Linked DNA regions of Mus musculus: regions 2, 3, 4, 5, 6 and 7 are each linked to region 1. Evidence: chromatin contacts called from public promoter capture Hi-C data. All regions are on one chromosome and are shown on one strand. Each heading gives the region's core, a stretch centred on a gene start, on an enhancer-like site or on the middle of the called end of the contact. The rest is flanking DNA. Distances are from core to core; before and after follow the strand shown. Region 1 holds the start of Trim12a (tripartite motif-containing 12A). Region 2 holds the start of Olfr543 (olfactory receptor 543). Region 3 holds the start of Apbb1 (amyloid beta (A4) precursor protein-binding, family B, member 1). Region 4 holds the start of Trim68 (tripartite motif-containing 68). Region 5 holds the start of Smpd1 (sphingomyelin phosphodiesterase 1, acid lysosomal). Region 6 holds the start of Ilk (integrin linked kinase). Region 7 holds the start of Cnga4 (cyclic nucleotide gated channel alpha 4).

Region 1 (2,818 bases), core at 109-2,608:
GCAAAGCCATGATATCCCTAATCACACATCTCTCTCTCAAACTTTTTTTTTTTAATTTGACATTTTAAACATCAAACAAAAATTTAATTTTCATTCTTTAAAGGTAGAAAGAGGCTGTTGCAGTCATGTGCTCCTGACACTACAGAGACTTGGAAGTGGGGCTGTCGGAAGAGCTGAAGACCAGTCTGGGCAACATAAAACATATCCTCTCTCCAAGAAACCTTACAAAAGTTGGCACTTTGGGGGAAATCTTCAGATGTGTCACTGGAGCATGCTCATAGTAGTTTTCCCATCTTCAAACACCCCTTCCCCTCTGCGTGGGAACTGAACCCAAAGATTGAAAAGTACCCTATCACTGAACTAAGTCACAGATGTCTTTTAAAAAAATATTCTATGAATGAGTCTTATTGAGTTGCTGATGATGGCCATCAATTTATAATCCTTCTGCTCCTGTGTATCTGGAATCTCAAGCTGGGCTGAAGTTTATATTGGTATGGAGAAAATATCTGAAGGAGAAGGAAATAGCTGAAGTTATTCCCGGGCTTGGGACTGTCAAACAGGGTCGATGACTAAATAACAGGCTCTCAGTCTTTGTTACTAAACTGAGAGAAACTCTGGTTCTCTTAGAGGAGTATTTTGCAACTTTCCTAATGCTGCAACTCTTTAGAAAACTTTCTCGTGTTGTATTGACCGCAACCATAAAACTGTGGTCTTTGCTTCCTCTTAACTATATTTTTCTACAGTTTTGAATCATAATATGAATGTATGACATGCGAGATATCTAAAGTGAAACTCCCGTGAAAAGGTCATTCAAACGGGTCTGATCCGGTAAAGAACCACAGCCCTAGAGTATGCGGAAGTACCACTTTATCACACAAAAACGCAGTAAAAAGCAGAGGCTCTGATCCAGCTTTGCTGCCTGGAAAAAGAATGACTGTCATAGACAACAAAGTTCTGGATCTCGTCGACAAGGTACGATTCAAAATTACAGATTGTGAATCGGAAGGGGGAGACTAAATCTGGACAACAGGCATCTTTAAAGTAGTTTTTTGTTGTTGTTGTTGTTGAGGAGGCACCTCCCTCAAGCTCCCCCATTTGCATTTTCAGCCAGAGGCCGGCAGCCCGTCCCCCTTTCCCTCCCCCGCTTTTACAGGATAAACTCACCCAAACAAAAGCAATGTTCTCCTTTCAAAGTCTTCAAAAATCTGCCCCCTAAAATTGCTCAGCCCTTTATCAGACGCCAGAAAGTTGTAAACCAGGGAGAATTAACTCACCAATCCAGAACTTCAAGGTATTTCCGGCTAAAATCTAGAGAAAGGAAAGTTTGAGCTCTGGAAATGAAACAGAAACCACAACTCTACAGACCAATGAGATGCCTTTGCATAAGCCTGCAGAACCCCACTGACTGAGGAAGTTACCCTCATATCAGCATTGGCTGGCTCTGGAAACTGGGGAGGAGTTATGTGCAGAGCCAGGCAGAAACACCTCACCACCCTCACAGCAGAGAGTAATGAGCTGTAGAGGGCTCACCAGCTGCCCCATGGTCTCCTCCAGATTATGTATTATGTGGCTGAACGAACAGACTTAGTCCTTTTCCAGTGCTGATATGATCCACCCATTCATTTCCTCCCTTTTAGGAGTCCCTCACCAGAATGTCTTGGAGGTTCCTATTTGGCTTAGAGGTGTATTGAACACCTATATAGTGACTCAGCACTAACGGATTAGAAGGGGGAAATCTGTAGAGCTGGGAATGAGGTTCTGTTGACATAGTGCTTGCCTATCAAGCATGAAGCACTGGGATGGTCCTCAGAAGTGTACAAAACCAGCTGTGGTGGCCCCTGTGGTCTATCTTCTTTACTCTTCTACTGCTCTGATAAATACCATGACTAGGACAAGTTACAAGTAGAGTGTTTAATTTGGCACTCACAGTTCCTATGGGTTAGAGTTCATGACCACCACAGTGGAGAGCCTGATAACAGGCAGGGAGACATGGTGCTGGAGCAGAAAGTGAGAAGTCACAACTGGAGACACAATCTTGACAGAAACCTGAGGCAGAGAGAGAATGGTGTTGGTGGTCAGAATCTATTGAATCTTGAAAGCTTACACCCATGCCATACCTTCTTCAAGAATGCCACACTCCTAATCTTTCCTGAACAGTGTCCTGATAGCTGAGAACCAAGTATTCAAAAGATCTTAGGCTTTGGGGCCATTGTTATTCAAACCGGCACAGGATGCCACTGCCTTGCAGCTGGCTGCATGAGGATCAGGAGGTCAAAGCCATCCTCAGCCATGGTGACTGACATCAGCATGGCATGGGAAACACCTGAAGCTTTCCAAAGAGAAAAGGAAGGGAGAAAGAAAGAGAAGAATAAATAAATAAATCACAAATTAATTAAAGAAAGTCAGTTGTGTGAGTGAATGTTGGAGAAGCCACCATCACCTGTCTCATCCCCTTTCCTGTTTGCCTCTCTAATTATTTCCCTACAGTCTCTGTCTTCTGAAATATGGAATGATGAGTGACAGCAGACATAACTCTGTAGTTTGAATTTATTTCACATACTTACAACTGTCTTATACTCTTCTTCCTTTCTGATAGCCTGACCCTAAATGAGCTCTAGCTCCCTTAGCCTCCCCGGTGCTGGGATCATGAACTTTTGCTGTTGTTGTTCAGTTTTGCTTTTGACTTCAGTGATTGAACCACGGTCCTTGTGGATGCTGGGCTAGTGCTCTATCCATAGCTATACACTTACCTAAATTTCATATCTTGATGAGGTCATAAGTCTCACTGTTGTTCTTGCTGTGGACACAATTGCTTACA
Region 2 (2,966 bases), core at 223-2,722, 1.8 Mb before region 1:
TATATGAGAGAGAGAGAGAGAGAGAGAGAGAAAGAGAGAGAGAGAGAGAGAGCTCTAAGGGAGGACCTGGACTTCATTTGCTTCAAACAGGGGAACAGGGGTTCAGGGCACATAATGAACTGTTTGACTTGCTCTGTATCTCCTAGTGAAGCTGTAGCTATCTTCAAATAGAATGAGCTTTTTTTTTTTTTTTAAGAGTTGGAAAGAAGACAAAATGACTTAGAAGGATAAATAAAAGCAGTTCTATTGTTGGGAGTGGTGGTGGTGTAAGTAGCAGAATGTTCTAAGAATTCAACAAGTCATAGCAGCAACAAGAGGATGCCATTGAACCGTACCGTGCTCAGGACCCACCCAGCCTGTTAGTACAGACCGTCCACTTCTTGTTCTCAGAGGGCGCAGCCCCAGCTTCTCAAGTTAAAAACCCCCTCTTACCCTGGCAAGTCCCTCTCCCCTCTCACATTCTGTGACTTCTCTCTGCTGTCTTGGGGTGACTGCATTCCACAGAGCATTTTCTCTATGTGTTGCCGGATCTCCTTAGTTCTCACCCCATAAATGAGAGGATTCAAGGCTCCTGGGAGCAGCAGGTATATGGCACTGAGTAGGTTCTGGACATCTTGAGACACAGTCTTGGCCACTCGAAAGACAATGGAAGTGGAAAGACCAGAAAGGTAGATGGTGAGGATGACCAGTAAGTGGGAGCCACAAGTGTGCAAGGCCTTGGCTCGGGCTCCTCCAGAAGAGATCCGGAAGGCTGCATAGATGATACGGGTATAGGAGGTTCCCAATAAGGCCAGATCAAAAGTCACAGTGACCAAACGCATAGCCAATCCCAAGCGGTTGTTGAAGGTCAGGTCTCCACAAGCGATGCTCAACAGTGCGATGTACTCGCAGGTGAAGTGTCTTATGACGGATGTCTTGCAGAATTGAGCTTTTGCAGTTAGTACCACTAGGGGCACTGCCACTCCTAGGCTCCGCGTTATCGCAAAAGTGGCCATCAGGCCCAGTAAGTGTGAGGTCATCAGGTCAGTATAGCGGAGTGGGTGGCAAATGGCCACATAGCGATCTAGAGCCATGGCCAGCAGGAGATTGTAGTCCAGAAGGAGCGTAAAGTAGATAAAGAACATTTGTGTGAGGCAGCCGCGGAGTGAGATGGGATTTGCATAATGCACAAAGCCTTCAAGCATTTTAGGCCTCACGGCTGTGGAGGCACAGATGTTGACAGCCAAGAGCAGAGCAATGAGCACGTACATGGGCTGGTGCAGACTCCTCTGGGCCACCACTGTATGAATGACTAAGGCATTGGCAGAAACGATGGACACATAGAGAAAGGTAAGAGGCAGGACCAGAAGGGGTCGCCCTTCCTGCAATCCAGGGAAGCCCACCAAGAGGAAGCTGCTGTAGGAAAGGTTGAAGATACTGGTATTTCCATCCTCACCCATTGACTTTGGTCCTGGGCTGGCACCAGGAGAGAAGATCAGGGGCTGTTAGAACAAAATGGTTATTTTAGGAGCCTGAGGCTCACATGATGGGAATCTACCTGGGGTGTGTGTGTTTGGGGAGCTCACAGATGAATAAGACATTTCTTGTTCTCAGGGAGCTCCTGTACAAGATATTTATTTTGGTATGTTATATGTGCATTCTTGTTGAGTTAAACAAGAGGTGTTTTCTTATTAATAAAACACAAAATTAAATGTAGTATATGAGAGGGGGAAAATGATGTTCGGAGATAAAACAAGGAAAGAAAAAAACAACTTTGGTTAGAAAGTATATAAAGAATCTTTGTCCCAAGGAGACTGGGAAGGACCCAAGTCAAAGTGGGGAGAAAGAAGCCAGCCAAGATCGGTGTGGTCTCACCTCTGTGCTCAATGTACACTGGCTAGGACAGAGGAAAGCAGCTGAGAAAACTGGGTTTCTTGGTTCAAAAGCACTAGGCTGCAGAGTCTGGTCCCTTTCTTAGCCCCTGTAGTCTGGCTGCAGCACCTGCCTGGCCTTGTCCTTGAGGCTTACTTTCCTTTACCAGTGTGAGTCCAGGGAGAGTCGGGAGTTCACCAGAGCTCCAAGCACAGAGCCACACAGACAGATAGATACACAAGCTTCCCTGAGGCTCTGCTTTGCTTGGGGGTAGATGGATGAGAAGCAGGAGGAGGCTGTACATGTAGGTTGGGCTTATTTGATAGTGATTGTATATCAGGAAATGTTCCAGATGTGTTCAAAAGTTAGCTGAGACTGGACTGGAGGCGTGGCTCAGTGGCTAAGAGCACTTAGTGTTCTTGCAGAGGATCCAGGTTCAATTCCCAGTACCCACATGATGGCTCACAACTGCTTGTAACGCCAACTCCGAGGGGTACAGGGCTCTCTTCTGAGCTCTGCAGGCCCCAAGTACACACAAAATACACAGGCATGCATGCGAGCAAGACACTCATACACATAACTAAATCTAGAATTAAAAAAAAAAAAGTCTTTTTTTTTTTTCTTCGAGGCAGGGTTTCACTGAATAGCTCTGGCTGTCCTGGAACTCACTCTGTAGACCAGGCTGGCCTTGAACTTAGAAATCTGCCTTGAACTCTGTCTTCCAAGTGCTGGGATTAAAGGCATGCGCCACCACTGCCCAGCCTCCCCCCCCCCCCATCTTCATTTTTATTAATGTTGTGTTATATGCCTTTAGATCCAGATCTCTGTGTGTTTAGACTAGCCTGTAGATAGTGAGTTACAGGTCAGCCAAGGCTACATAATGAGGCCCTGTCTAAAAATAAAATGAAATAAAAAAAAAGTAATTTTACTAAGAAGGAAACCAAGACATGGAGGGGCTAAAGTCTAGTTCAAAGTCACACAGCTCATAAATAACTGAGCTGGGCTCGCATCTGGGTAGTCACTACAGAGTGCTCTTTTCTCACGAGTTTAGGGTTTGCACCTTGTTGTGGTTTGCCTGGGTCTTGCTGGGTTTTAGAATCTGAGCTATGGCCAGG
Region 3 (2,837 bases), core at 15-2,514, 1.3 Mb after region 1:
TTATATATGAAATTTAAAGAGTTAGACATGCAAGAAATGGTCAAGGGAAAAGGTCAGAGTGAAAGAACGCAGCTCAGGCCAGAATAGCATCACATATGCAGAGACGAGACAAGAGAACACTTCAAAGCAATAGACAGTGCCTAGGAGGAAAACCAGGAAAAAAAATGCTTCAAGGAGACTGACACATACTCAGTGGTAATGGGCTCACAGCCGCCAAGTGTCCATTGGAGTTACAAGGAGGGCTCCAGTGACCTTGCTCAGAAGCTTCGGTGGATGTCAGAGACAGAATGGAGTGGATTTTTAAAATGAATGGGAAATTAGGGGCTCAGAATGCAACCTACAAACAGGACTCGGAAGAGGCTGGAAATAACATCTGAATTGGAGAGGGAAAACTGCTCCTAAGGAGCACTCTAGTCGCTGCTAGGCCTCTCTGTCAGGCTGAGATGGGAACCCCGCCGGTCCCAGGGCACACCCCTCGGTCGCTGAGGACAACAGAATGCAGCTTGACAGATCCCAAGCCTGGGGCTCTAGTCTGGAATCGCACGGCCTGGCTCCTACCCGGATCCAAGTCCCCTTCCCAGCATTAGACGTCCCCTCCCCCACTCTTCTATCGCCCCTCGCTCTCCCCCCCCCCCCCCCGCTCACCCCCTCCTCCCCGCCCCCGCCGGGCATCCTAGAGGATCAAGAAGCAAAGCTTTGGGGAGCGGTCGGTGTTAGGACCAAAGTGATCCTGCGGAGGGTGATTTTGCAGGCCCGCGGTAGGAAGGCGGCGAAGGGAGTTGGGTGGGGGGTAATCAGGCCTGGCTTGGAGACCTGGACTTCTGAGAAGAAGAGGCTGCAAGGGTTAAGGGCTGCTGAGGCTGGGGATCCTGCTCCCGGGGCTGGGCTGGAGACGGAGCAGCACCTACCTGCGCGGCGAGGCCCCAGGCCCAGGTGGCGAAGGTAGCTCAAGCTGCAAGGCTCCCGCAACACCGCAGCTTCTCCATCACAACATCCCCCGCCCAGGAGCGCGCAGGCCGCGAGGCCGCGCCCCGAGCGGCGGAGCCGCGCACGGGAGGGGGAGGGGCGCCATCTTGGCCGGGGCGGGGCGCGCGAGCGAGTGCGAGCCGCACTGGCTGCAGCTGCCCCAGCCGCACCCTGCAGACCCTTGACCCTCGCAAGCCCTGCGTCCCAGGCCTCCTGTCTATCCCCGCACGGCTGCACCCAACTCCCAGGACCCTGCCCAGCTCTCCCCTTCCATGCCACCGTGGACTCACCTCCGCGTCGGTCCTGCACCGACGCCGGGAGACGCGCCTAGAGCACGGAGTCTGATCCGCTAGGGAGGGGGGAAGGAGGAGGGTGGAGAGAGACACGGGTGCTGGGACCGTGGCTGCGCCTCAAGAGGCTGGCAGCCGGCTGCTCTCTGGCTCTTGTGGTAGCACTCCCTGACGTCCTGTGGATAATAATAGCGCGTATTTATTGACCGCTTACTCTGTACCAGGCTCTATGTTCAACCATTTGCTTGCATTCATCCTCAAACCAGCGCTGTGCAATTCCCACAATTGTTGTTCTCGGGATTTGAGAGGCAGGTGCTGACATTCTGAAGGGTAACACGACTTGCCCTCAGTAACAGAGTAAGTGGTTAAACTAAACCAGAACTGAGATATTTCTTACACTCTACCCGTGCCTCTGAATATAAAGCTATGACACAGCGTCCCCCACCCCGCCTCCCCCCCCCCCACTGCACTCCAGGGTAGAAATTAACTCTAGGAAAGGACCAAATGGAGAACTGAGTGGAAATTAAACAGAAATGCTGTACTTGGCTATTTTCCTGTTCACTGCAGGCCCTGGATAGACAATGAGGCAAATCTTAATGGTCAGATCCCTGACATCAAGGGCAAAGAGGGGCAGAAACCCCAAAAGCATTGTCCCCTGAGCTGTGGGCTCGGTGGGCTCTGAACATACTGAAAAACTGATTGGAGATGCATCTAAGTCTAACAGTGCCCAAATCTAAATTTGTTATTTCATCTTATGTTCATCTTCTAAAGAATTTCCCTGACGTGGAAAAGTACACACACACACACACACACACACACACATACTCTTAATGCAGGGTCACTTTATCAATCTCTGGCTTGTTCAAAGCAAGTACTCCAAAGTACTTTGAATATACTTTCATTTATCCCTGGGTAAATATGAATGTTTTAAATTTTTGTTATAGACATTTGCACTTATGTGCAAAAGTGGAGCAGTGTAACAAAACTCCCTATGTCCATCACTCATCTTGTACAGTTACTGACTTGTGGCTAAGAATCCATTGTAATCTGACAAGCACCTAGGAAATACAAACCATGTTGGATCCCAAGCCGGACATAAAGATCCCCAAAAGAATCTGGTTCAGCTGCATCCCACCTGGAAGACACGCACCTGACCTGGATCCTTGAGAAATGAGCACGTGTTACCTAGAAGGACATTCATTCATTCACTCACTCACTCTCAGCAAATAGGTGTATGGTATGACACACTGTCCTTGGTGCTAACACCCAGAAAGCAAAAGAGAGTTCCTGCTTTCATTCAGCTTACAGATTAAAAGAGGGAAGAGACACCACATAGGTAATTAAAATTATGGTGTCTTAAGGAAAAGACACGGGACACTGTGTGTGTCAGGTTATTCTGGCCCAGGAGATTTGGAAGGCTCCCACAGGAAGTAAAGTTTAAGTGTGAGGACAGGATGACATAGAGGTCACACAGAAGAGTAGAAAATTACTCAAAGTAGCAGGAGTACAGGAGGAGTGTGAAGATTGCTGTAGTTTAAAGATGGCCACCCAAACTCACGGTGAGTCGAGAGGGCCATAACC
Region 4 (2,864 bases), core at 365-2,864, 1.6 Mb before region 1:
AAGCAGAGAGGAAGAAACCACTGTGTTGAGTCTGGCAGAAGGGCGTTTTGTAGGAACGAGAGCAGAAGCCTGTAGGACTGAGATCAGGTCGTCCTCAGGTTGTTACTCCTTCTTGCTGTTTCCCCTGCTTTCTGTCTCTCTGCTTCCACCGTCTCCACCCAGCCATGAGATCCAGAATCCTAAGATCCAGTTGTGCACTAACGAATACTGAACTCAAAGGCCCATGTACGCTCCAGCGGAGGGATCATGGAGTAAGCATCCTCCTTTCACCCCCTCACCCCCTCGACTGTTCTGAAATGCTGGGGATTTAACAAGAATCTCAAGCATGCTAGGCAGATGCCTAAGTCTTCTTACTCTCCCAACTGCACCCGTGGCAGCCATATTCTCCTCAGTGCTATGTGCAGTGCTTGGACCCGGGGTCTGTTCATTTTACCCTATTTGGAATCACACTCTTCCAACTGAGACTGTTTCCACGATCTCACTGTTGATATCATTTACCAGAGTCTGTGGGTTTCTTAATTCACACACTAGAAATTTACTATTCATATTTTCTGTTTTTCTTACAATATCCTAATGTCGTGGTACGTTTAATACAGAGTTATCTTCAGTTTTGCTCAGTGTATTCTTGATGCCAACAACAGTGTCTCAATACTTGTTAAATGCATGAGAATTCAATGTAAATGTTTAGGCATAGCTGATAGTAGAGGTGTTAATATCTTCATCTAAGGCAGTGTGCATGTGTCCACCTGTTCATGCTTTGGTGTCAAAAGCACTACTTAAAGCTACAGAAAACCAAAAAAACCCCCAAACAACAACAACAACAACAACAACAACAACAACAACAACAACAACAACAACCAGACAAAACAGCAGATGAAAATTTGGAAGACACTGGCAGTAGGAAAGCGAGGCAAAGAAAGATAGAAATGATAAATCAAGATAAATCACAAAAATGTAGTGGAAGCATGTTAGTTCTATACATTGCCTCAAAAAATGTAAACATGGGAAAGATGTCAAAGATCTGGAGATAAATACAGTTTTCCAATAGAGGATCTCCAATAGAGATCTTTTATCAAACATAAATACTTGGTCAAAAGTTTGACTCATTAACTGCTCAGACCTGTCCAACCTGTAGCTGAGGGCAGCTGTGAATACAGGCCAAACACAAAACTGTAAAATGTTAAGTTTCTTTATGCGATTTTGTTCTCCAGAGTGAACTTTGTAGACTACAATATCAAAAGGTTGCACCTAGCAACCAGTGCCTCCACGGTCCTCAGGGCCGCGAAGGGAGGGGGAAGAGCCTGGAAGCGGCAGAAACCAGCCTCGGGTCTGGAAGCAGTGGCGGTCCGTGCCTTCCTGACCTTCGGGCACTAGGCAGTTCCCCAGGGCGGTGGGATTGGGAACAGGGGAGGGTAAAGAGGGCAGGACCTGTGTTGTCCTCCAAAGAGGTCTGCTGTCGCCTCCTTCTCTAAGCAGCTGTGGAGGCGCGGGGCTCCAGCGGTCCAATCCGCAGCGTAGGAAGCAGCGGGGCGCTCGCCCGCCGCCGGAAGCCGCGATAGCAGCGGGGGCGAGGGACCCAAGGCAAGAGCCGCGCCCGGAGCTGCAGGACCCACCCACTGCGCCGGAACCGACGAATCACTTCTGCACTCAGAGTGGCCTGATTGGCTGTTCGCTTGCCACGTTTCCTGGTTGAATTCAGCTACCTAGCGTGGGTGCGCAGCCGGGCTTCCTTAAGTGGCACCTTTACGCATTGGAATCCGCAGTTCCCTGGAACACGAGCTGCAAGTGGCTGCTCCAGGTTTCAGACAATTAAGCAAAAGTTTTAATAAATGCTTCTGTTTTTCCTGGCTAACTCTTGACACTTACATACTTTTGGTAGCTCCTCATTGCAACAAACTAGTTTCAGAGTTAGAAAACATATTAAATTACGAAGTCCTGATCATAAGCTGCCAGTAAAAAAATCTTTTTAAAGCAGTGTGTAAGCTTTCCTCTCGTCCAACCGCAGAGACACACAAGACCAAGCGTGTTAAATCATAGACCTGGATTTTTCTTTGTAGTTCTTTGGTTCTTTTTCGGATACTGGGACTTTTACTGAGTAAGCAAGAGAAGACACTCAGTGACATATGGGAAGTAACGAAAAAAATTCCAGATGAATCCAGCTTCCAGTGATATGTTTATCGTTGGGACCCATGCTCTTTGAATTCCATGACAATGTCAGAGCTGAGGACATGGTTGACATTCTTCAGGGTGACACCCAGAAAATTATTGAAAATAGACAGGACCAGCACTGTAGGGGGAGAGGGAGGAACTGAGATTTGAACTGAGCCTCTGCTTCTTGGTAGAGACAAATGACTGACCTTATGTCACAGTGAACAGATGGATTCAAAGAAGACATTTAAAAAATACTAATTGAGCATGCATACAAAGAGACCTGGATTGCAAGACTGGGTCATACATTCTCTGCCTTAAAGTCAACCAAGTTCAAGGGAATTGAAATCAAAAGGGGACATCTTTTTCATTTGTAATTGAATGTGTTTGTAACTATGACTGACTCTCAAAGGCCCTGAGAATAGGACACCATAGAGTGACTGGGGGAAGAGGCTCTTGCTTATGAGGAGCACTTTGGACTTAAAAGTTTTGAAGACACGATCAAGTAACCTCATTGGCTGATGAACTTATACAGAATAAAAATAAGAACAGGAGAAGACTGGCTTCCAGGAAGCTAGGAGAAGGGTCTCTAAGCCCATCCCTACAGTGACACACTTCTTCCAACAAGGCCACACCTACTATTGTTAGACCCCGAAACTGGGGAGACTTCCGCTCAAGTCCCGGGATGAGCTGGCCAGCACTCCAATAACTCGAGA
Region 5 (2,938 bases), core at 333-2,832, 1.2 Mb after region 1:
GTGGTGGCACGCCTTTAATCCCAGCACTTAGGAGGCAGAGGCTGGTGGATTTCTGAGTTCGAGGCCAGCCTGGTCTACAAAGTTAGTTCCAGGACAGCCAGGGCTATACAGAGAAACCCTGTCTTGAAAAAATAAAAATAAATAAATAAACAAAGCCAAAAGTCCCTTCTATCCTGAGAATTCTGAATTAAAGCTTTGTTAGAAGATTGGCTGGCTCCCGAACTGTGGATCCTGGGGCAAGACATAGTGAGATCCTGTCTCAAAAACAAAACAAACAAACAACAACAGATAAAATAGGATTAAAAACACTTAAGAAGACCTTTGAGAGATGAGATGTAACCCATACCTGGCACCATTATCAGTGTAAGGGCCTGTGGCTAGATAGGTCATAACCCCCATAGCGGGGCAGAGAACCTACTACTATTATTCTGCTAATAGGCACAGTATTTAAATGACTTTAGTGTACCCGTAGATCAGAGCACTTAGCAGTCCTCACCAGTGAAGCTTCTTGAAGCAGGAGAGAGTTAAACACAGACACCTACAAATGATCATCAGAGAACAAGAGACTTCGAAGTGATCCTCCCTAAATGGGGTCTATATCACACCTCTCCTTACAAGGCTAAGTGATTGAAAGTGGGACTGAAAGACTGGAAGAGCCAGAGGCAGCGGGTGACTAAAGGAAACTTTTCTGGCACGACAGGGAAGTTGCATGCAGTGAAATCGCCATGATTGTGACAGCACGCACAGGATGTTCAAGCGAGACAAAATTCCAAAGGCTCACTCCTAGCTAAGGCGTATTGGCATCGGAGAGCTCCTAGAAGAGGCAGTTTTCTTTTTAAGGATATGACGACCCCTGGTAGGTTGACCAGGCTCCAGGGCAGGTCCCACACCTAATAGTGTTGGGACCTGGGTAGAATTCCCAGCACGCAGCACGGGCGTGGCGACCTCAATACATCTATAACTCCAGTCCAGGTGGATCCTCTTCCGGCCTCCAGCAGGCACCACGCACGTGGTGCACACACATACAAAATACCCATACACATAAATAAATAATAATGCAAAATTTTAAATTAAAAGAAAGACACATTAACAAAACCTTAAGTGATTCAAGGCTGCTGTAATGGTGGCAGAGCATAGGAAATCGAGGGGAGGACCGTCCATGGCAGGTCAATCCGCTCAATGCAAGCATCGCTGCCCCAGCCCTCTCTAGTTAATCTTCTCAGTTTAATGACCAGCTGAGCCGGGCATCTATTCTAGGAATCTGAATGTTTAAAAAAAAAAAAAAAAAAAAAAAGCGGGGAGGGGGGGTGGAAGAGAGGGGCACCTGGGAGTTCCCTAAAGGGCTTCCATCAGTTCTGGGCAGAAATTATCGGGGCCGCCGCCCGCAGCCTCGCGCAGCAATGGCTCAGGGTGGTGAAGCTTGTCTCTACCGAGGTCACCTACCCACCCCAACCCCGCGGGTCCTAAGACCGCCCGGGGTGATTGGGCTGTGGCTGAAGAAGGCGGATCAGGGCGGGTTGGCGAGCCCCCTTTTGCTCCGCCCCCAAGGTTTTGACAGCCGCTCCCCCACAGTTGCTGGGCCATAAGAGGAACAGGAAGGGGAGGAGCTGTTTTGTGGCTGGCTGCTGAGCTATCAGTCAACCACAACGAAGGGTAATCAGGTGTCTCCAGCGTTACCCGGGCCCCGAGGGCCAGCCAGGGCTTCGGCCTGTGGGGCCTGGAGGGGCAAGCCAGTCCTGTCTACGAGCCTGGCAATGCCCCACCACAGAGCATCATCCGGCCAGGACCACCTCAGAGCCGGCTGGGAGCAGAGACTGGAGAGGTCCTTACCGGCACCCAGAGTGGGACTCCTTTGGATGGGGCTGGGCTTGGCGCTGGTTCTGGCTCTGTTTGACTCCACGGTTCTTTGGGTTCCTGCCAGAGCTTATCCTCTTCCTTCTGAAGGCCATTCTGTCAAATTCAGTGCCATAGCGCCGCCGCTCCAGAGTGCCTTTGGGTGGCAGAACCTCACTTGCCCCGCCTGCAAAGTCTTATTCACTGCTCTCAACCATGGGCTGAAGGTGAGTGCGTGAAGGGCTGTTGTGGAATGCTGGGGGCAGGATGAAGTGCACTGGTATGCCCGGGGGAGGGGGCAATATATTTCTGGTAGAGGGTGCTTCCTATGCATCCATGTTACCACTACCCCACTGTGACCTTTATAAAGTTAGGGAGAGTAAAGTCAGCTGGCTAATTGTGGGCTTGAAATGGTAGCACACCCTGAGCTAGAGTAGGTAGCTAGAGGCCTGGTGCTGAACTGCTGGGCAGTGTGTGGGAGATACTGATGTCTCTTTATCATGGTGACAGAGTTATCCTAGCTCCGATTTAGACATGGAAGCCTGTGGAGTGGTGGCCAGGGTTCACTTGTTCTGTCTCTGACCTAACTTCATTGGTTCCTTCCACCACAGAAGGAGCCCAATGTGGCACGGGTAGGCTCTGTGGCCATCAAGATATGCAAGATGCTGAACATAGCACCACTAGATGTGTGCCAGTCAGCCGTCCATCTCTTTGAGGACGATGTGGTGGAGGTGTGGACACGTTCAGTTCTGAGCCCATCAGAGGCTTGTGGCTTGCTTCTGGGCTCCTCTTGTGGACACTGGGACATCTTTTCGACTTGGAACATCTCTTTGCCATCAGTGCCGAAGCCACCCCCAAAGCCACCGAGCCCACCAGCCCCCGGTGCCCCTGTCAGCCGTGTCCTCTTCCTTACTGATCTACACTGGGACCATGAGTACCTGGAGGGCACAGACCCTTACTGTGCAGATCCACTTTGCTGCCGCCGGGGGTCCGGATGGCCACCCAACTCCCAGAAGGGGGCTGGGTTCTGGGGCGAGTACAGCAAGTGTGACCTGCCCTTGCGAACGCTAGAAAGCCTGTTGAAAGGACTGGGCCCTGCCGGCCC
Region 6 (3,062 bases), core at 216-2,715, 1.4 Mb after region 1:
TGGGCTTCAGCTACTGGTCGTTCTTCCCATCCAAAGTTAACAAGTTTGCTGTGAAGTCAGCCAAGCCCAGAACATTCAGGCTGCAATCCCACCCTCTGGGAAACTGGAGGGCAGAAAGTGTTCCCATCCTACTTTTCTAAGCGTGTAAAGGATTGCCTGTTGATTTCCTTAGAGGAATGTGATAAGCACACAAACAACAGGACCAAGGCAAGACAGCAGCCATCTTTGCCTCCCACTGACAGCATTCTAGGAGCAGCAGAGGGTTTTTTGTTTGTTTGTTTTTTTTGTTTTGAAACAGGAAGGGCAGTGTCACACATGTCTATTAAAAATGTTCCTAACTGGCCAGCAGTGGTGGTACACACCTTTAATCCCAGCACTTGGGAGGCAGAGGCAAGCGGATTTCTGAGTTCGAGGCCAGACTGGTCTACAGAGTGAGTTCCAGGACAGCCAGGGCTACACAGAGAAACCCTGTCTCGAAAAAAAAAAAAAAAAAAAAAAAAGTTCCTAACTGCAGTAGAGAGAAGCTGCACACAGACAAGCAGAAATGGACTACAGAAATGAGCAGAACATCCTGGGCTAACTGAAGGTCAGGAACACCCCAAGGGGATACTGAAACCCTCATATCTGATGAGGTTCAAAGGAAAAGGCCTGCTTTCCGTGAAGCTGATTTGGGGTTCAAGTCCTGCTGCTTGTCCTCAGCTAGACCCTTACCTTGAGCCTCTTTTGAATAGTAATTCTGATAACCTCCCAGTCACTTGCCTTTACTCTAATATACTTTCTACACTGCCACTAAAAATCCTCTAAAAATCCTTTCAAGACTACGGATTCAGCTCAGTAATAAATGCTTATCTACCACGCTGAAGCCCTGGAATCGATCCTCAGTATATAAAGTGATGCCAGGTGAGAGAAAACTTGGAGAAGCCACTCCACTGCTAAAACAACTCTACTGATTTCTACCCTTAGTGTACAAAAAACTTAAACTTTTCAAGCTCTGCGCTCCACGCTCCACGCTCCGAATCCCGCATTCCTATTTGGACTATCCGGATCTTCAGATCATAACTAACTCCCTCACCACCCCGATCCACGATAGCATTCAGGCTCTCCCTCTAACCAATACGACCCCCGGAGGGTAGGCTTCACCTCCTTCAAACAGCCCAGTGCAGGGCCGCTCACCTTGACTGGCGGGGCAGTCGCCGGCCTAACCTGTGCTGTCGCGGCCCCTAGGCCCACGATGGCTGGGGCCGCCTCCACCCATTCGGGCTCTTCGAACATACCACCCGTAGCCCGCAGGGCCGGAGGAGCCTACGCTCTGGCCCACGTGCAGCGCGCGTCAGGGAATCCTAGGGCTGGAGTCGGACCAAACCGGGCCGGAAGCCACCGAGTGAAATTCTGTGGTAGCTAGAGCGGCCTTCGCGGAGCAGAGCACCATAGAGCGTAGCCGCTGGCGAGCTAGAGAGGCAGTAGGAGGTCGGAAGGGAGGGACCGCGGCCCGCGCTGGCCCGAGCTGGCCGGGGCGGGCCGGGGCGGGGCCGGGCGGCGGGCGCGGCCGGACGGGAGTTCCCCCGGAGAAGGCGCCTGCGGCCCGAGTCCCGGTGAGTGTGGGTAGCTCCGCGCCCTACCCCACGCTGTCTTGCAAACCCGTCTCTGCGATCTCTGCAGCAGTTCTGAGCCGGGGCCGCCGGGCAAGGACCCCTGTCCCCTCCCCCGGGTGTTTGCAGCTTGGGTCCCTTCCCCCACCCCCAAGCCTTGCTCGAGGGCCGGGGCTCAGAGCCGGCTGACACCAACTCGGGAAACTAGCAAAGTCTACCCTACACCCCCAGACCCTCCTGCTCCTCGAGCCAAGGGGTCGTCCGCTGCCCGAAGCCCTTCATAGACAACCACTGTCCCTCTCGCGACGCTCCCCATCCCAGCACTGACACCTCTGTCCTGAGGGAACTCACACAGAGAGTCATTCTCTTGTCTCTGTTCTCCCTCAGTCCCCCGAGGCTTCCCCAGTCCCGGGGTCTCTGTGCCGGGACGCTGCTATGGACGACATTTTCACTCAGTGCCGGGAGGGCAACGCGGTGGCGGTGCGCTTGTGGCTGGACAACACAGAGAACGACCTCAATCAGGGGTGAGCTGAAGCGTTGGCGAGTGAGACGGCTACAAGTCCTCTCTCCGCTACTCGGGGTGCTCATGTCTGGCGGGGGCGGCTGACTTTGCTATCCAGTGTAAGGAGTAGTAGTAGTAAGCAAAGCCTGTTGATGGAGGAACGTCTACACAGAGGAAGCTGTCGGAGTTGGGTTTGTTTTTTTTTTTTTTTTTTTTAAACTAAGTTTCACAATCCGGTTCCCGGGAACTTTGCAGCCTCTATGAACTCATGTCAGAGGCAGACCTGAGTGCCAGAAAATTGTCTGGAATTACATGTAGCTGGAGGATGAGTTTCTGCGCCCTAGAGCGTTGGGTAGAAGTGGGAAAGGATATTAGAGGTCTAAAGTTCTGAAGCTTATGTAGTGATGAGAGTACCCATTTGTCAGGCGTCACCCTGGACGCAATTGCCTTAAAGTGATGTTTTGGATACAAGAATTGAGACAGGGTTGGGGTGAGAGCCCTAAAATCATAAGGATGAAGTAATTGAGTTGGTATGGGATGTGAAGGGGTTGTCAAAGATGACCTGGGGTTTAAAAGGAGGTTTGGGTACTTGGATACTTGGCAGTTGCTGAGGTTCCATTATGGACTGGCCACAGTTTTGGTGACACTACAGTGACTTGGAAACGCTTGGCAGGTTGTTAGTCATGCAGATTTAAAGTTCAGGAGGTCGGATTGGGAGACCAAGATGCCACAAATAGCATTTAAATGGTATCTGAAGACTCTATAATGTGGAATGTAGTACCTTAGAAGAGTAGAAAATAAAGGCAGAGGTTGAGAAGCCTGGCTGACAGGGAACAACCATCAGAATAAGAAATAAGAAATGGATTAAGATTAGAGAATGGATGTTTTAATAAAAGAAGAGTGGTTAATTGTAGGCTACTGAGAAGTTAAAGAGCATGGATGAGCATTTAAAAAGTCTCATTTCACTTACA
Region 7 (2,842 bases), core at 7-2,506, 1.1 Mb after region 1:
GCCTCTGCCTCTGCCTCTGCCTCTGCCGTCTCCCAAGTGAGTGGAGGCATTAAACCATACCTGGCAAATCATTTATAAGAGTTGGCCTAGTGATGGAGTCTCTTCACAGCCTTAGAACAGTGGCTAACACAGTATGACAGTTAAGGTGTCAAAGTGGGATCTAGTATGCAGTTAGTCAGTCCTAAGGATGACTAAAGCTCAAGGAAGTTCATGAGAATTACTAGATAGCAAAATAATTCTGTGGGTGACCAAGATCAGCCAGAACATGTGTGGAAGATGGAAATGAAAGAGAGAGATCTAAGATTTCTAGGAAACACTAACCTAGAAGGAATGTGCGAAGACTCTTATAAAAGAGACTAAGAAATAAACAGAACACCAGGAAATGGTGACATTACAAAAGCTATGGACAAAAACATTTTGGAAACATTTCCTAGGGATATAGATATTTCTTTCAAGAAATTCCAAAAATGTAAATCTGACACTAACCCATAGCTGTATAAAACAGTTTACAGGTCTCCCATTGTCTTTGATTGTCCCCTTTTGTTCTTAAAATTAGGGGTAGGGGACAGGTTAGCAAGATGGCTCAGCAGGTAAAAGCATGAGCCTCACCACTGGAATTTGTGTACCAACTGACTCCAAAAGTTGTACTCTGATCTCCATAGGAATGACAGCAGGGACATCAGCCTAAGTGGGAGGGGGGATTATAGGAAATACGTTTGTTTTGTTATGAAAAGTTCACAAGAAAACTTGAAAGAGGTTGAGGGTCCACAAAATATGTCCAGTAGCTGTTGGCGCTGGGCATGAGAAATAGGAAAGGAACAAAAGTAGCACAGAATGAGCACATAGCCGGAAGATTGGGTGATAGGTATGTAGATAAGGATGTGGCTATGGAAAACACCTCTAAGTGAGAGGCACCCCAGTGTCCCTAGAGACTAGTTTAACACCTGACATGAAGGAGCCGCTTGGCACATAATTGTCAAATAAATAACTAGGCCCAACAGAGAACCTGCATAAAGTGAAACAGTATTCAAACCGACATTTCCAGCAGGCTTGGGGAAGGTGAAAGAAGACAGTAACAAAACTGAAGCTACCTTCCCAAGCATCTACCTCCCACCACCTCCGGGGACCTCATTAAAGGTGTTTAGCTGGGCAGGTGTAAACCAGCCTGGGTCCTGGGAGACAGGGCAGGGTGCTGGAGCTACAGTGCCTCCACCCACTCCATCCCTGCTAGCTCTAGTTGTGTTGCTAGGAGCTTCAAAGACAGAAAGACGCAGCTGGAGCCCCAGGGCAGCTTCTTCCAGGAAGCCAGGCACTTTCTCAAGCCACCTCTAATTGGCGAAGTCCTGGATATCCTACAGGCTAGGACCACACTACAGAAACATGAGCCAGGACAGCAAAGTGAAGACAACAGAGTCCACGCCCCCAGCCCCAACCAAAGCCAGGTGAGAGAAGTCTGGTCCTCTGTGTGGGGTCTAATCACCTCACTCCCTGGGGCTTCCTTCTTCTTGGTGTCCTGGTTATAACCCAAGCACTGAATGCCTGGTGGATAAATGAGAGGAGTCTCTTTTTCCCTACAGGAAGTGGCTGCCAGTCCTAGACCCATCTGGGGATTATTACTACTGGTGGCTGAACACGATGGTCTTCCCAATCATGTATAATCTCATCATCGTTGTATGCAGGTTTGGCAGGGGTGCTAAATGAGGGTCCTTAAGAGAAGGGCAGGCCTAGAGGGTGAGGCCTAACAAAGAGGTGTCTTCCCTGGAAGGACTCAGGGTAGAGGACTGAGGGACCTGTCCTGACAAACCAATGACACATAGTTGGTACCTTTAAGCAAATCCCCTCTGCCCCTACCCTGCAGGGCCTGCTTTCCTGACTTGCAACACAGTTACCTGGTGGCCTGGTTTGTGCTGGACTACACGAGTGACCTGCTGTACCTACTAGATATTGGGGTACGCTTCCACACAGGTCAGTGATTCCCCGGGACTAACCTCTCCCCAGGAAAGTGTTAAGAAAGTAGCCACCTCTAGGGCTGCACAGTCATGTGTCACTGTGTTTGAGTGCTCACCCAAAAACCTGCCTTCATCTTGCCTTCATGTCTGACCTTGGCATACCCAGCCTGCAGCTGACCTACCCATAGTTGACCCTAGCCTATCTCCCTCTTTGCTCCTAGGATTCCTAGAACAGGGCATCCTGGTGGTAGACAAAAGCATGATCGCCAGTCGCTATGTACGCACCTGGAGCTTCCTGTTGGACCTGGCTTCCCTGGTCCCCACAGATGCAGCCTACGTGCAGCTAGGCCCCCACATCCCTACACTCCGGCTAAACCGCTTTCTCCGAGTGCCTCGCCTCTTTGAGGCTTTCGACCGTACAGAGACCCGCACAGCTTACCCAAATGCCTTCCGCATAGCCAAGCTGATGATCTACATTTTTGTCGTCATCCATTGGAACAGCTGCTTATACTTCGCCCTGTCCAGGTACCTGGGCTTCGGACGGGATGCATGGGTATACCCAGACCCTGCGCAGCCTGGCTTTGAGCGCTTGCGGCGCCAGTATCTCTACAGCTTCTACTTCTCCACTCTGATCCTGACCACTGTGGGTGACACACCGCTGCCAGCCCGAGAGGAAGAGTACCTCTTCATGGTGGGTGACTTCCTGCTGGCCGTCATGGGTTTCGCCACCATCATGGGTAGCATGAGCTCTGTCATTTACAACATGAACACGGCAGATGCAGCCTTCTACCCAGACCATGCTCTGGTAAAGAAATACATGAAGCTACAGCACGTCAACCGAAGGCTGGAGCGGCGCGTTATTGACTGGTGAGAGGGTGGCTATAGACCGGGGG

What was found. Promoter capture Hi-C pulls out the DNA fragments that hold promoters and counts their contacts.
Region 2: a promoter capture Hi-C map of embryonic stem cells shows a contact between it and region 1, with 4 times the contacts expected there. The contact joins the promoter of Olfr543 here to the promoter of Trim12a in region 1. A contact is called at or near these places in 1 of 39 promoter capture datasets (embryonic stem cells) and 1 of 115 datasets of contacts at active chromatin or transcription factors (large pre-B cells).
Region 3: a contact with region 1 is called in a promoter capture Hi-C map of pre-B cells, with 6 times the contacts expected there. The contact joins the promoter of Apbb1 here to the promoter of Trim12a in region 1. A contact is called at or near these places in 2 of 39 promoter capture datasets (liver and pre-B cells).
Region 4: a contact with region 1 is called in a promoter capture Hi-C map of pre-B cells, with 16 times the contacts expected there. The contact joins the promoter of Trim68 here to the promoter of Trim12a in region 1. A contact is called at or near these places in 3 of 39 promoter capture datasets (hippocampal neurons, liver and pre-B cells).
Region 5: a contact with region 1 is called in a promoter capture Hi-C map of pre-B cells, with 7 times the contacts expected there. The contact joins the promoter of Smpd1 here to the promoter of Trim12a in region 1. A contact is called at or near these places in 2 of 39 promoter capture datasets (liver and pre-B cells).
Region 6: a contact with region 1 is called in a promoter capture Hi-C map of liver, with 8 times the contacts expected there. The contact joins the promoter of Ilk here to the promoter of Trim12a in region 1. A contact is called at or near these places in 2 of 39 promoter capture datasets (liver and pre-B cells), 1 of 484 Hi-C or Micro-C datasets (B cells) and 2 of 9 other capture datasets (adipose tissue and liver).
Region 7: a promoter capture Hi-C map of pre-B cells shows a contact between it and region 1, with 14 times the contacts expected there. The contact joins the promoter of Cnga4 here to the promoter of Trim12a in region 1. A contact is called at or near these places in 4 of 39 promoter capture datasets (liver, neutrophils and pre-B cells).

The regions. Positions count from the first base shown.
Region 1 is chr7:104,314,137-104,316,954 of GRCm38.p6, forward strand. It overlaps Trim12a (tripartite motif-containing 12A), which reads right to left and starts at 1,359. Exons shown (of 8, transcript NM_023835.2): 1 at 1,275-1,359. It overlaps Gm15133 (predicted gene 15133), which reads left to right and starts at 895. Exons shown (of 7, transcript NR_040749.1): 1 at 895-972.
Region 2 is chr7:102,476,430-102,479,395 of GRCm38.p6, forward strand. Olfr543 (olfactory receptor 543) reads right to left here and starts at 1,473. Exons shown (of 1, transcript NM_001011782.2): 1 at 344-1,473. The coding sequence starts at 1,439. The coding sequence ends at 429.
Region 3 is chr7:105,580,227-105,583,063 of GRCm38.p6, forward strand. Apbb1 (amyloid beta (A4) precursor protein-binding, family B, member 1) reads right to left here and starts at 1,265. Exons shown (of 15, transcript NM_001253885.1): 1 at 909-1,265.
Region 4 is chr7:102,685,713-102,688,576 of GRCm38.p6, forward strand. It overlaps Trim68 (tripartite motif-containing 68), which reads right to left and starts at 1,615. Exons shown (of 7, transcript NM_198012.4): 1 at 1,429-1,615.
Region 5 is chr7:105,552,778-105,555,715 of GRCm38.p6, forward strand. It overlaps Smpd1 (sphingomyelin phosphodiesterase 1, acid lysosomal), which reads left to right and starts at 1,583. Exons shown (of 6, transcript NM_011421.2): 1 at 1,583-2,060; 2 at 2,445-2,938. The coding sequence starts at 1,755. Gm39063 (a long non-coding RNA gene) reads right to left here and starts at 1,584. Exons shown (of 3, transcript XR_869857.2): 1 at 1,325-1,584.
Region 6 is chr7:105,735,125-105,738,186 of GRCm38.p6, forward strand. Ilk (integrin linked kinase) reads left to right here and starts at 1,466. Exons shown (of 13, transcript NM_001161724.1): 1 at 1,466-1,592; 2 at 1,977-2,113. The coding sequence starts at 2,025. It overlaps Rrp8 (ribosomal RNA processing 8, methyltransferase, homolog (yeast)), which reads right to left and starts at 1,460. Exons shown (of 7, transcript NM_025897.2): 1 at 1,174-1,460. The coding sequence starts at 1,272.
Region 7 is chr7:105,403,312-105,406,153 of GRCm38.p6, forward strand. It overlaps Cnga4 (cyclic nucleotide gated channel alpha 4), which reads left to right and starts at 1,257. Exons shown (of 6, transcript NM_001033317.3): 1 at 1,257-1,442; 2 at 1,578-1,679; 3 at 1,859-1,965; 4 at 2,171-2,816. The coding sequence starts at 1,381.